Linked DNA regions of Oryctolagus cuniculus: region 1 is linked to region 2. A link is a contact called in public Micro-C data. All regions are on one chromosome and are shown on one strand. The core of a region is the stretch at or near the end of the contact, and the rest is flanking DNA. Distances in the headings are between cores, read along the strand shown.

What was found. Hi-C and Micro-C count contacts between places; a contact is called where the count stands out from the background.
Region 1: a Micro-C map of ear pinna shows a contact between it and region 2, with 12 times the contacts expected there. The contact joins the promoter of LOC100347948 here to the enhancer-like site in region 2. A contact is called at or near these places in 2 of 6 Hi-C or Micro-C datasets (ear pinna and an unstated tissue).

Annotation. Positions count from the first base shown.
Region 1 is chr20:3,701,169-3,708,013 of mOryCun1.1, reverse strand. It overlaps LOC100347948 (zinc finger protein 84), which reads right to left and starts at 4,364. Exons shown (of 7, transcript XM_070065655.1): 1 at 4,099-4,364; 2 at 3,071-3,249. The coding sequence starts at 4,349.
Region 2 is chr20:3,364,338-3,371,278 of mOryCun1.1, reverse strand. No RefSeq gene overlaps it. Among named protein-coding and RNA genes, the nearest start is that of CSF2RA, 14 kb to the left of the region's middle. Within about 2 kb of position 4,493, at least 6 of the 8 cell types and tissues checked have an H3K27ac peak or open chromatin away from gene starts, as enhancers often do. A contact at or near this core is called in ear pinna, where this site is marked.

The DNA.
Region 1 (6,845 bases), core at 3,115-5,614, 340 kb before region 2:
TCTAAATATTGACGGAGTTTGTGGTCACAAAAGGCCTTGGCAGCTCATGGCAAGAGCCTTGGGTGACCACTGATGTCATAAATAAGAGTGTTAATTGTTAAATTAACAACAGGAGTCACTGTACACTTACTCCCTATGTAGGACCTCCATCCTTAATGCATTATACTATGACAATTAACTGTAGACCATATTCTCAAACAGTATTTTATATATTGTGTGTGGGTGGGTGCAAACTGTTGAAATCTTTATTTAGTATAGTGTTGGTCTTCTGTATATAAAGTTAATTAAAAATGAATCTTAATGAAGAACAGGATGGGAGAGGGAGTAGGAGGTGGGACAGGAGAGGAGGTGGGACAGGAGAGGGGGTGGGAGGGTGGGTATAGGGGGAATAACCACTATATTGCTAAAGTTTTACCTATGAAATCTGCATTCATTAAATAAAAGCTTAAAAAAAAAGACCCATGGAACCAACTGGAATTAGAACCTTCTTTCCATTTCCCTTGTGAATTTAGAATCTGCATTCTCATAGTCATTGATTCAATTTAAAACAGTCTACTGATAGGCTAGCATTGTGGTACACTGGGTTAAGCTACCACCTACAATGCCAGATCCCGTATGAATATCAGTTTAAGTCCCAGCTGCTCCACTCCAATCCAGTTCCCTACTAATACACCTGTGAAAGGCAGCAAGTTGGTCCAACACTTGAGTTCCTCCCACCCACACGGGAATCCCTAATGGAGTTTCAAGCTTCTGGCTTCAGTCTGACCCTGCCCTGACCACTGCAGCCATTTGGGAGCTGAAAGACACCTCTGTCTCTATCTTTAACTCTGTGACACTATGTCGTTCAAATACACAAAATAAATCATTTCTAAAATGTAGTTTAAATAAGAGATGGGAGAAAGTTTATTTATTAAAGCAAGGATAGGGGCCAGCGAAGTGGCACAGTAGGTTAATCCTCTGCCTGCGGCCAGCATCCCATATGGGCGCTGGTTCTAGTCCCAGCTGCTCCTCTTCCAATCCAGCTCTCTCCTGTGGTCTGGAAAAACAATAGAAAATAGCCCAGGTACTTGGGCCTCTGCACCCACATGAGAGACTGGGAAGAAACACCTGGCTCCTGACTGCAAACAGGCACAGCTCTGGCCACTGCAGCCATTTGGGGAGTGAACTAACGGAAGGAAGACCTTTCTCTCTGTCTCTCTCTCTCTCACTGTCTATAACTCTATCGCTCAAATAAATAAATAAAAATAAAAAAATATAAATAAAGTAAGGATAACATAAGATAAATACTAGGACCCAATAACTTCAAAAACATACACTAAAATGAAATTTAATGAAACTCAAAATATAACCAAAATCATCATCTACTACAAATTATAATATTTATATTGAGAGTGATATCAGAAAAAATTAACCTCCCCTTTAAAAAAAAAAAAAACACCTAGGATTGGCATCGTGGGTTAAAGCAGCCACTTTCAGTGCTGGCATCCCACACGGGTACTGGTTCAAGACCCATCTGCTCCACTTCCAATCCAGCTCCCTGCTAATGTACCTGGGAATGTGTTTGAATCCCTGTACCCAAGTGGAAAATTAGGAAGAAGCTTCTAACTCCTGGTTTCAGCCTGGCCCAGCCCAAGCCTTGTGACCATTTAAGGAGTGAACCAATGGGTGGAAGACTGACCTCTCTGTCTCTCCCTCCCTCTCTGTAACTCTGCCTTTCAAGTAAATAAATATTAAAAAAAAAAATCTATATAATGTAGTATTTTGGCTTTTCCCTCACACTGAGAAAACTGATAAATTATAGATGAAACCTCCTGGCTTAATCCAATTCTGAGAGGATGCCTTTTCCCAACATGTGGTTAACATCAATGACTGTCATTAATGGGAAGATGGACACCATCAAACTGCTTCCTCACATGGCACCTTTCCTTAAAGACATCACTGCTACATTACCAGATTATGTCTCTCACAGGAAACATTTCTCTCTTACAAATTGTAAACAACTTGCCAGAAACTTAGAGCAGTGCAGGGAATGATGTGCCAAGAGCAGCCAGTAACCCTCAAGAGTCTAGGAATCCTGTTCTTGGCTGTTTCCAAGTCATATTAATGGGCACAAAACGTGGTTGCTCAGAAAGTGGTCTTACAGTCGTTTCATGCGTCTGAAGCAGCTCTTCCCATCAGAAACAATTAACTGTTCATTCACAAGCATTGTGGTAGACAAGGTCAAAAACAACACACTGGGGTTCAGAGTAGAAATGCTGTCACCCTAATAACCTCTTTCCAAGATTCAGTTTCTATTTTACTTCCTAGATAACCTCATTATGCTAAATGAGCTTCATAAATTAGTAATCTGGTGACAACACCACTCTAACAAAGGGATCAAAAGCAGGTAATAACAGTTGACATTCTTACTAACAGAATAAAGACGGGCTGAGGACAGAAATCGAAAAGCACCAAAATATATCATCAGCTACGTTTCCATGGCTTCAAGCTCCAGGTTAAAAAAAGAGGGATCAATCCACAAAGCTACTGAGCACCCTTCACGCTGCTCCCGCTGAGAAAAAGGCCAAACACGCAGGGCCCCAGCTGCCTGATGTGTCCCTGCGGACCCCACCAGGTTGACGAGGAGCAGGATGGGGGACCCTGGGGCAGACCCTAGTCTGATCCTCTATCACCACACCCACTGCTGGTCACCGAGCCCCTCCCCACCAGAACCCCCTCAGGATACAAACAGGAAGCTCAGCCCGATGGCATTCTGCCATCCTTGCAAAGTGGGAAGCGGGGTTATTTAAATATAGAGAACCGAAGTCTCACGGCCTTCCTTCGCTGGGCTGCGATCGGCTCTGCTTCTGCAGTTCCCCCCTCCGGTGCACAGTGAGGAGCGTTTGAGCGAGGTAGCACTGGGCTGCCGGGGAGCGGCGGTGCGAGACACAACACCCAGGTCCCAGTCCTGACCGCGCCCGAGGACGCCGCCAGGGTCACCGACAGGCAAGGACCCACGGCTAGGAGCCGCCAGCCGCCCTCGCACCCACCCCTCTCCCTCACGCATCCGCGCCCCTCCCCGTTTCCGTACCTGCCTTGGAGCAAAGCGGAGACCAGGGGACAGGGAAAGTCCGCGGCACGTGGGACCCACGGGCGCCAGACGCAGACGCACAGAGCAGCGGTTGTTTGAAAACCGTCTGGGTCGCACTTGCGGAGCGAGACAGGCGGCGAGCGTGGGAGAAGCAGCAGCCCTGCCTCTCAGAGCCCACTCTGAGGAGAACGCGAACTTCAGTTCCCAACGCCAAGCAACAGAACCAAGCAAGCGCATGCGCACATTCCTCCCCCAATGCGCTCGCGCAGACATTCGGCGCACGGAAGACGTCAGCACCTGGCGCCTCTGGGAAATGGAGTCCAGGCCGCTGCACGCTTAGATCTGCCGACCGTCCCAGGGGCTTAGGGGTGAGGGTGGGTGGGCAGACATCGAAAAACAGCAAAATAAATCCGCCACGTTTCCGGGGCCTCATACTCCGGATTGCAAAACTCTGCTAAGTAATCACGGAGGAGGGAGCCATCCCCAAACCCACTGTACACCACGCACGCTGCTCCCGCTGGGGAAACGCCGAGCACACAGGGACGCAGACGCCAGGTGTCCGCGGGGCCGGCGAGGGTCAGGATGCGGGCAGGGGGCAGATCCTAGTTTGATCCTCCTTCCCCGCCCCTCTGCCGCCTCGGGCTCCCGGCTGAACGCCACCGAGCCCCACGCGGACGGAACCGCCGCGGAATGCTGCAGGAGGCCCGGCCAGACAGCATCCCGCGGGTCATTTAAATATAGAGAAGGCGGTCTCACCGGTTCACTGTGCTCCCGCCTGCAGCTTACGCAGTGACCACACATGGTGACCTCGCTCTTGTAACCACTAACTACAGCACAGTGAGGAGCGTTTGAGCGAGGTAGCACGCGGGACCGGCCGTGGAAAACACGACACCCAGGGCCCAGCCCTGACTGCGCCCGAGGACGCCGCCAGGGTCACCGACAGGCAAGGACCCACGGCTGGGAGCCGCCAGCCGCCCTCGCACCCACCCCTCTCCCTCACGCATCCGCGCCCCTTCCCGTTTCCGTACCTGCCGTGGAGCAAAGCGGAGAGCGGGGGACAGGGAAAGTCCGCGGCACGTGGGACCCACGGGCGCCAGACGCAGACGCACAGAAGCAGCGGTTGTTCGAAAATTGCCTGGGTTGCACTTGCGAGGCAAGACAGGCGGCGAGGGTGGGAGAAGCAGCACTGCGGCCTCTCAGAACCCACTGATGAGTAAGCGAACTTCCTCCGTTCCCAACTTAAAGCCGCTTGGAGCAGCACGCGCATGCGCTTGCGCATGCGCAGCTACAGGCAATTGGAGGCCGGAAGACGTCAGAGTACCTGGCGCCTCTGGGAAATGGAGTCCAGGCCAGGGCGTTCCTAGAAAAACCAGCTGGGTTTTTGGGTGGAGGCAGACTGCGTTGGAAATAATTTATATGTTGGTAGCTGAGAAAAAAATCATTGAACTAGAATTGACACTCAAATACAGTAGTGTTTTGGAAGCAGGTTCAAAAAAGCATTTGTCAAGGATTGAGATATTTATTTTCTGCATGGTTCATATCCAAATGTTCACAACCACAATGCATCTGACTGCAATCATGTGCTAGTAATTTATGTCAGTGATTATCTTGCTCACGGTGAAACCAGAAATGCTCTCAACAGGGAGTAAGTGTAAAGTATTTGTATATAGAACTCAGAACCTAAGCTACTTATTAAAAGTTGATTTTTTTCTCAATAGTATTTTTATGTACTAAATATTTACACCAATATCAAAGATATATTTTGGTAAACTAGAGAGGCATAGGCATGCATGTTTTCTTCTGTTAATAGAGGAGAAATTGAAGCAAAGTACCACAGCCTTCTCAAAGAGCTAAAATTGAACAAATTTGAGGTTATGAATTTTTGAAGCAGTTAATACAAAGTGGATGATTTGTTCCATTCAAAGAAAGAAAATATGACCTTAGCTATCTAATGAAATAGTGAATTAGAAATTATTTTTTGAGAATGTGAAAGAGGTAAGTGCTATCAACATGATGTTTTTGAAAGGTCTTTACTGGAACTGTCAAAGATGTACTATACAAAGGAAAACATAGATCAGTTAGCTTTTCAAAGCACAGCATGCCCAGACTCTTGCATTCTAACCATTGTAAACTACCAGTCTAAGCTATTGACTCTATACCGCGAAAGATTCGCTGCTACTTTGTGCAAGAATTTAGAAGGTTGGACGAATGAGGCAAATTCCAGACAGTAAAAGAATCCCTTAGCCCTGAATAGAAGTTCTTTTTTTCCCTAAAAAAATTCTCCAGAATGAAATTCTCTCTAGTTTATATGAACATGCATTCATCGGATCCCAGGGGAATGCTGAGCTGTCACACACATACACGTCCCATAAAGATGTGCATATTCAGTATACTTCTGATCTCTGAGCTTTCTTTTCTACTAAGCTACACATTCCTTTTTATCAACATGTACACTACTGATGCTGTTGTTGTATTGGGAGCAAGTAGCAATAAAATTGTTAATAGATCTAGAGAAAAAAAAAACTGGAAACCAGAGGGCATTTTCTTTGGTTGCATCCCTACTTTTCTTCCTCCCCACCCCCAAATCTCAAGGAGCTGTTGGTGTTCTTCCTTTCTTGAACCAAAATCATAGAAAGTGAAAACCACTGCTGCTAACTGGGCCCAAAATTACGATTCTCTCATAAACTGTCTTCTCAGAAAAATCTTACTGGCTGCTTTGTTACTGGAAAGCTTCTCAAATAATAAATGACTATGAATTCAATGTAACTTTTAGCAGAGGTGTAGACAGCATAGTTTAGCATCCAGATTTGAGAATACAATTTTTATTTGTGTGTTATTGATGTTTGCTGTTCTTTTAAAATCATTTTACGCCATCCTCTAATACACCAAGTACAGAAAACAGGGGAACTGGATACAGAACTAACATCGCCAAGTAGCTTGTAGGAGCCAGGTTAAGAAAGTAAATGCCTTACATCGTATCATTTATACCTTAGATTAGTTCTGGAGATAGTATTATCAATTTATGAATAGAAAACTTGGGTGGAAAGAGTTTAGAATTGAATTTGTCCATGACAATATGGTTAAAACTCTAGATTAAAGGCCAACCAAAATGAAATGCTGGTTTTAGAAATCTTTCTTTCGTCTTGGGGCTCAGTTTCTAAAACCTTCAATTTATCATCTGGAAAACAAAAAGTGAGAGAGAAGAATATCTACAATGATAATCTATGCTGTAGAGCCCCGCATAGGATTATAGTTTGTCTAAAAATGGAAGAAGATTCAAAGCAGCTACTACTCCATGGTCATTTTTTCCTATGTTTAACATCAAGATAGCATATAAATATCATGCATACTTAGGTATATGTGTGTACTTGATTTTTTTAAGTTTTTAAATAGAAACACAAATGGATAGCTGGATGACAAGGAGTTCTATGCTTATAATTACTTCTGTCAGTTATAATTCATGAGATTAGAGTTGCTGGATAAGGAAGGCTTAAATCTATCCATTCATTTCACGCTAGTATTTACTATGTCAGGCAATGCTCTTTGGGTAGATTGCTCTTTCTTACCAGACTGAAAACTTCATGAAAGCAAGAATCATGTTTGCTTTGACATTAAAACTCACCATCAAGACAGAATCAGTCTCTTACTTGAATGAATAAATGAGGGTATAAAAAATAAACACAATTTTGGAGAAATCTATTTGATGACTGCCACAATTTGTTGTTTTGAGACAAATTTGATAATAAAAGGGGCATATTAATAACTACACAAGTTT
Region 2 (6,941 bases), core at 3,244-5,743:
AGCCTTCCAGTGCAGCTGCAGCTGAGGCCAAGCTCCAGGTGCCTTCTGCTGGTGGTGGTGGTGGTGGTGGGGCTGTCACTCACACAGGTGCAACCACCTGGGTGCTCAGAGCTCTGGGGCTCCCAGGTGAGAGGAGTTCTTAATTTTCTAGAAGTTTCCTATACTGCACCCTCTCCCCCAACCCCCAGTCTGCTCACTTGGAATGGGAGCCATGAGCAGGTAGGTACAAATCAGCCCAGCAGCAGCACCAGTAGCTGTGGACCCTGCAAGTGCGAGGGTCATCTAGAGGGTAATAGACAGGCCTCCTCCTCTGCCATAAGCCTGCCTGCCTGTCCATCTCTTTCTGTTTCTCTTCCCTGCCTCCCAGCAGTTCCTCCTGGGGCAGGATTGGGAAACCGGAACCCCCAGCTAATGAGGTCAGATTGTGTCCACAGCTGCACACAGTCCCACTCTTCCTGCATGGAAGAAGCAGGTGCAACTACTGGAGTGCAGTGCATGGGTGTGTGAGTGAAGGAATGAAGGGATAGAAGTGGGCTGAGGGACAGACCTGTCCATCATGTACTAGTCTCTGAGGGGTTAGCAAGACTTGGGGGACCTTGGCTAGGTCTTGTGGCATGCCAGTATGTGGGTGCAGGAGGCATTCCACCAACAGGTTAGGCTATGGCCCATGTGTGCTGTCACTCAGGTGTGTGGGGAGGGGCACCTGCTGTGTGTCACTCCTGTGGACAGCTTGTAAATCTGTCATCCTGTTTACCTGCATAAAAGCAATGCAGACAGGTGGACTTGCAGCAGCAAACTCAGTTTATAATTTTTTAAAGGGTGCTCTAGGCTTGGAGGTGGTGAGAGTTGCTCATGGTGTATGTGGTGTGCAACCAGGCATACTCACCTGTGCTTTTATGGGAAGCAAAAATAGCACCTGCATTCAAAGCTGCAGGGTTTGCCTGGAGGAAGCTGCTGCTACCTGAGGGCTGCACATGTTACTTTTGTGGGCCACCTGGAGGTTCCAGCATCAGGGGCCTTTGAAAGCAGGAGTTTGAAGTCCAGTCGGGGCCCCAGCTGGGTTCCCTCGGTGGACTGCAGGAGCTCACCTGCGCCTGGGGAACCCGAGTTCGTGGACCAGGTGAATGCCACGACCTGGGGGCAGGTGCACAAGGCCCTGAGCTATCCCCTGCTGCTACCTCCCAGATGTGCATGAGCAGGGAGGTGCAGTCAGCAGCCAGCAGCTCTACTGAGGTCCCTCATTGTGAGTGATCCATCTGGACAGGTGTCAGTTCTGACAGCTGCCTCACCTGCTGTTTGTGCTGGATCTCCCACAGGGATTTGTCCTTGTGAGATCTTGTATTGTACCTACCTTGAGTCCAGCTTTTGGGTGTGCGCCTGGGACGTTCTAGAATATTCCACATAGGTGCTTGTCACCAGGCCCACTGTCCGTTGACTTTCAGTGCAGCTCCCCTGTGCTATGCATCCACCTATCATTTATCTCCATCTATCTCCATCCACCATCTCTTATCTATCTTTATCATTGTCTTCTACTTCTGTCTACCTATCTTTCTACCTATTGTCTAATTATTTGTGTAATCCATCAACTATCCTTTTTCTGTCCATCATGTGTCTTTCTATATATCTACCTATGAGTCAATCACATTAATCTACTTATTATTCTGTCAATCATTTCACTCCCTCTATCTTTAGGTGTCTTTCACCTATCATCTATCCATCTATTCCATGTTGATCACCTCTTTCTTGTATCTCTATCACTATGTATGAATCTATCATCCACCCATCAACCTGTCTACCTCCTTACATTCCTGTCACCTGTCCATCGTCCATCCATCTGTCAATCATCTGTCTGCCTATCCATAATCAGCCCAGAAGCACAACCATCACTGGTTCTGCTCCCAATGCCAGCTGGTCACTGGCACCCCTAGAAAGCCATTTCCATAATACGTTGTGTCGAAATGTCACTCATGGGCTGGATGAGGAAGTAAGCTTGATGCAGAGGCCTAAGGCTGTGTAGCGATGAGTCCCCTGGAAAGCTACTTCCCTTTTTCTATTTAAAAATAATTTATTTGAAATGCAGACTTAAGAAAATGGGTAGAGGGAGGTTTCATTTGCAGGTCCTCATGACCATGTGATAGGATGACATCCCTATGATGTCCAGGTCCTGACACCCATGTGATTGGCAGGATGACAGCTGTGTGTTTGTGTCTTTTTCTTTAATGCTGAGGCTGGCTCTACTTCTGTCCTGCCATTTTATCCTGTTCCATCTGTGCCTCTTCAATAAAGGGCATGGCCTCTGTCTGTCACCAGCCAAATTCCCCCTCTGATGGCTTTCACTCATATGTCAGTCTTGTTTCAGAGGGCCCCTGGCCAGGCAGCAGCTCCCTTGGCTGCCATCTTCCTGTTCATCTTTCTCCTAGGATCTGGGAAGGATTCAGGGCCCCTGGGGACAGGTAAGCAGTCACCCTGGGGCAGGCAAAGGGGCACCTAGGCACAGGTAAGGCCTCAGCCCATGTTCACTTGTGGTTTATGGCCTCCATCCTGCTTTTTTTTTTTCTTCCTGTTGGTAAAAACACTGTGGAAATGGTTTTATTGCTTTTGTTTTGTTTTGTTTTGTGTGGTGCCTTCCTGGCACCACAAACAACCTACTCTGGGTGTGTGGAGAATCTGAGATGTCTTGAGAACCTGGGCTCTCAAGACATGAGCTGTGTACAGAATCTGAGCTGAAGCCAGGAGCCAAGAGCTCCATCCAGGTCTCCCACATGGGTGCAGCAGGTGCACAAGGCCCTGAGCCATCCTCTGCTGCTGCCTCCCAGGGGTGCATGAGCAGGGAGCTGCAGGCAGGAGCCAGGAGCTTCATCCAGGTGTCCCACGTGGGTGCAGCAGCTTCATAAGGCCCTGAACCATTTCCTGATGGCCCTGCCTAGAATGTGCATGAGCACAGACACTTAGATGCTTATGTATGCACTCAGCTGCAAGTCAGTATTGAACCATTCGCCTATCGATCCATCCATCTGCTCATCTACATGTCCATCTGTCCATCCATCCATCCACATATCCATCTATATAACCATCCATCCATCCATCCAACCCACCCACCCTATCCACCTACCCTTCCATCCACCCATCCATCAATCCACACATCCACCTATCCATCCACCCTTCCATGCATTCACCCACCCATCCATCTACTCATTAACGTATCTACCCACCATCTATCCATTAGCATCCATCACTCACCCATCCATCCATCTAACCATCCATCTACCCACCCGCCCACCTATCAATCACCTATCTGTCAATTCATAATGACATCAATCACCTGTACTTCGATCCACTCCCAAGTGAAAGACAGGGGCTCTGGGTGGTGGACAGCTGGGGCATCTAACCCTCACCATGCTTGGGTCATGCAATGATCACATATTCACCCCACAGTCTCCACTCACCCAGCCACCAAAAGCTACCTCCGCAGGATGCTTCTGCCTCCAGCAGTCGCCCAGCCGAGCCCTTGCACCTGCGATTCATGCTCTGCTGCACATACTAGGACCAAGCACTCCCATACGCAGTGTCTGGGGAACCCCAAGAGCAGGGGGATTTCCTTTCTCAGGTCACCGTGGACCAAACTGGGTCTGTGTGGCTTACCTTGTGCCAGCAGCACCTGCACCTAGAGTAGCAGGTGCACCTGCCATCATGGGTTCATCTTTGTACACCTGCTGCACCCACATGGGAAACCCGGATGGAGCTCCTGGCTCCAGCTCCCTGCTCATGTACACCTGGGAGAAAACAGCAGCAGATGGTTCTCACCCACCTGAGATACCTGGAGGGAGCTCCTGGCTCATGCACACGTGGGAGACTTGGCTGGAGCTCCTGACTGCAGCTCCCTAATCATGCACACCTGCAATTTCTGTATAGTATTTCCATGAAATTAAATAAAAATTCTCATCTGTTCCAGACAGGTGATGCCACGCCCAGTCCCTGGTGAACCCGCCTCCGCAGCAGGTCTCCTTGTCTCACTCACTGCTGGGCCACATCTTTAGTGGGCCCCACATCATTTCACAAGAACCCCAGGTGCGGTGCAGCTGCGCCACCCTCGCCCTAAAATCCCGCTGAACCGTTTTGCCTCTCATAGGGCATGCTCACTCCTTTTCTCCCCCTACCACTCGCCCTCAACCCCGGACTCTGGCTCCATCTCGGCACCTTGCAAGCGCCGCGGAGCAGCCCTTCTTCCCTTCAGAGCCTCGATAACTGGCACTCTCAGCGCACGCACAAAGCCACAACTGCCTCCCCCGCCCCGACCACCCACGTCAGAACGCACAGCGCAAGCTGCAACCTCCGCTGCGACCCCTCAGGCACCCCAAGAAGCCACGATCGCGGGGATTCCGGTTGCTGCCTAGGCTCCAGAACCTTCCCCTTTGCCTCCAGTATCGGCGGAGGGGGCCAGAAAGAAAAAGAAAACTACGAGATAGCCGTCGCGGCCCTGATGACGTCACGCCCACGGACGTGATGACGCGCTACGCCGCCGGTTGGACGGAGCCCCGCGTCCAGAGCGCCCGTTTTGAAGTGGCCGGCCCGGCCCCTGGGTCCTTTGTGAGGCGAGAACGGTGGAAGCCGCCACGCCCCTGCGCCGCGCGCTCCAGCCCGTTCTGAGGATGAAGGTGGAGCTCTTTCTGCGGTTGCTGAGAGCGGCGCGCAGCGCGTGTTCCACGAGTGCCTGCGCGCGGCCCAGGCCCCTAGTGTCGCTGTCCACGTGGCCGTCTCCGCGGACGCCGGGATGCCAGCACCCGCCCCGGGCGGACCCGGACCTCCGGACGCCCATGCTGCCGCCCAACCCCGGGGCGGATTCCCCGGCCGTGGCGCCCACTGACCCGCGGGGCCCAGAGGCGGGAGATGCAGGGCGGAGGTGAGGAGGGGGCTTTACAACCGAGCGATTTGCGGGGAAGACGTGGCCTTGGTAATTGGCGTGGCCAGTTTTGGTATGGCTGGTGGTCTTGGGTTGGTTAGGGGGAGTGGGATGGGAGGAGGAGGTTAGAAGGGCCAGAGCCCAGCCATGTGTTTTATTTCTTGGAGTGTTGTTGGGGGCGGTCCTGCAGCAGGGACGACTGTGTGATTGACAGCGGCTGCGCACCTGTGCCTGAAGCTTCAGCACCGGAAAGAGGAGATTTCACTGGAAGTTGCGGGTCCCTGGAGGTTTTTTAATTCCTTCAAAGAGGCACCTTCATAAGAAGTGTTTTTTTTTTGTTTTTGTTTTTGTTTTTTTTTGACTGTGAAGTGCCCAGTGATGTACAGATGTCACTCAAAGCAAGGGCTCATGGGAAGGAAGCAGAGACGCTGAGCTGTTAGGGAGAGCAGAGAATCATGGGAGGGGAGCCTAGATGCTGACCTGTCACTCACGTAGCAAGGCATCATGGGAAGAGAGCAGAGATTCTGAGCTGTCATGCTTGGAGCAGGGGCTGATGAGAAGGGGGCAGAGACTGAGCTGTTATTCACGGGGGAGGGACTCAGGGAGAAGAACCAGAGACCCTGACTTTTCACGGAGCATAGGCTCCTGGGAAGGAGCAGAGATACAGAGCTGTCGTGGAGCTGGGGCTCACCTGCTATTTCCAGCCCCATATCTGCCCCACCTGGGTTTCTGGGATTTTCCAGGGGCCCGCAGGGGTCGGAGTTCCTGGGCCCAGCCATGGTCAGCTGGAGTTGGGGTCAGCTGCTCTGTGCAGCCGAGAGGCTGAGGGCTAGGCTGGGTTGCACCTGCAACTGTCAGTCACCGGCTGACCCGGACTGTCAGTCAATCTTCCTGGGGGTTGAGTTTATTCCACAATCTGTGGGTAGATCCTTCCTGTCCCTGCTGGCAGTTAAACGGAGTGGCACACCCTGTGCCCTTGCTGTGGGCAGGTCCTCCCTCTCCCTGCTGGCCGTCACAGTGAGTGGCATGAGGATGATGATGAAGAGGAGGGTGTGTGTGTGTGTGTGTGTGTGTGGAAGTGTGCACTGCTGGGTCTCTTCGGGGCCAACCTGATGTGCTCCTTGGAGCCAGGCTTTGGCTCTGACCCTGGTAAAGGCAAGATGGACCGCTGTCAATTATTAAGCAATAATGTCTGATATGGGGTGGTGGGGCAGAGGGTCTGTGCCAGGTTGGGCAGGTTCCTGGGTGGACACTGTGGGGCCAGGGGCAGCTGTCCATCAAACCTACTTCCTGTGCATATGGAGGCCACACCCACTGACAGCCCTGGAAGCTCAGGAACAGCCAAGGACCGGGTTAGCACAGTAGGGGGCATGCCTACACTGCAGTCCTGAGTCAGGATCCCCACAGAAGGGGGCAGATCTATACCCCACCCTCACTGGCTCAGTAGGGGAGGGGCTTGGTCTGGGGCTAGGGTCTCTGGCACTGCTGTGGGAGTGACATATCTCTGGTGGAGTGGTAGGTCCCAGGCTGGTGTGACAAGTCCTGGGCTGAAATGGCTGCAGTGACAGGTCCCAGGATTCAGTGACTGACAGCTCCTAGATTAGAATGGCAAGTGCTGAGCTGGAGTGACAGGTCCTGGGCTGGAGTGAGTGACACATCACAGGCTGGAGTGACAGGTCCCAGGCTTTAGTGGCAGGTCCAGGATTGGAATAACTGACAGGTCCTGGACTGGTGTGACAGATCCAGGGCTGGAGTGGTAGGTCCTGTGGGTGGTCAGCAGTCAGTGGTCAGCGGTCAATGGTCAGCAGGTGTGACAGGGTAGGCCGTTGTCCTTAGACGCCACCTCTGCCCAACCCCCACAGGTGTAGACCTGACCAGAGCCACAGGGACCCCTGGGACTCCCTGCAGGCAAGATCCCAGCCTTCTGCTTCCTGTGGGGCCACCTGGTGGATGCCTTGAGTGTGGACATGGCCATTGGCACCTTGGAGATGGTGTTTGCCAGGCTCCCACTGCAGTGTGCCTGCCAGGGGCACAGGGGCAA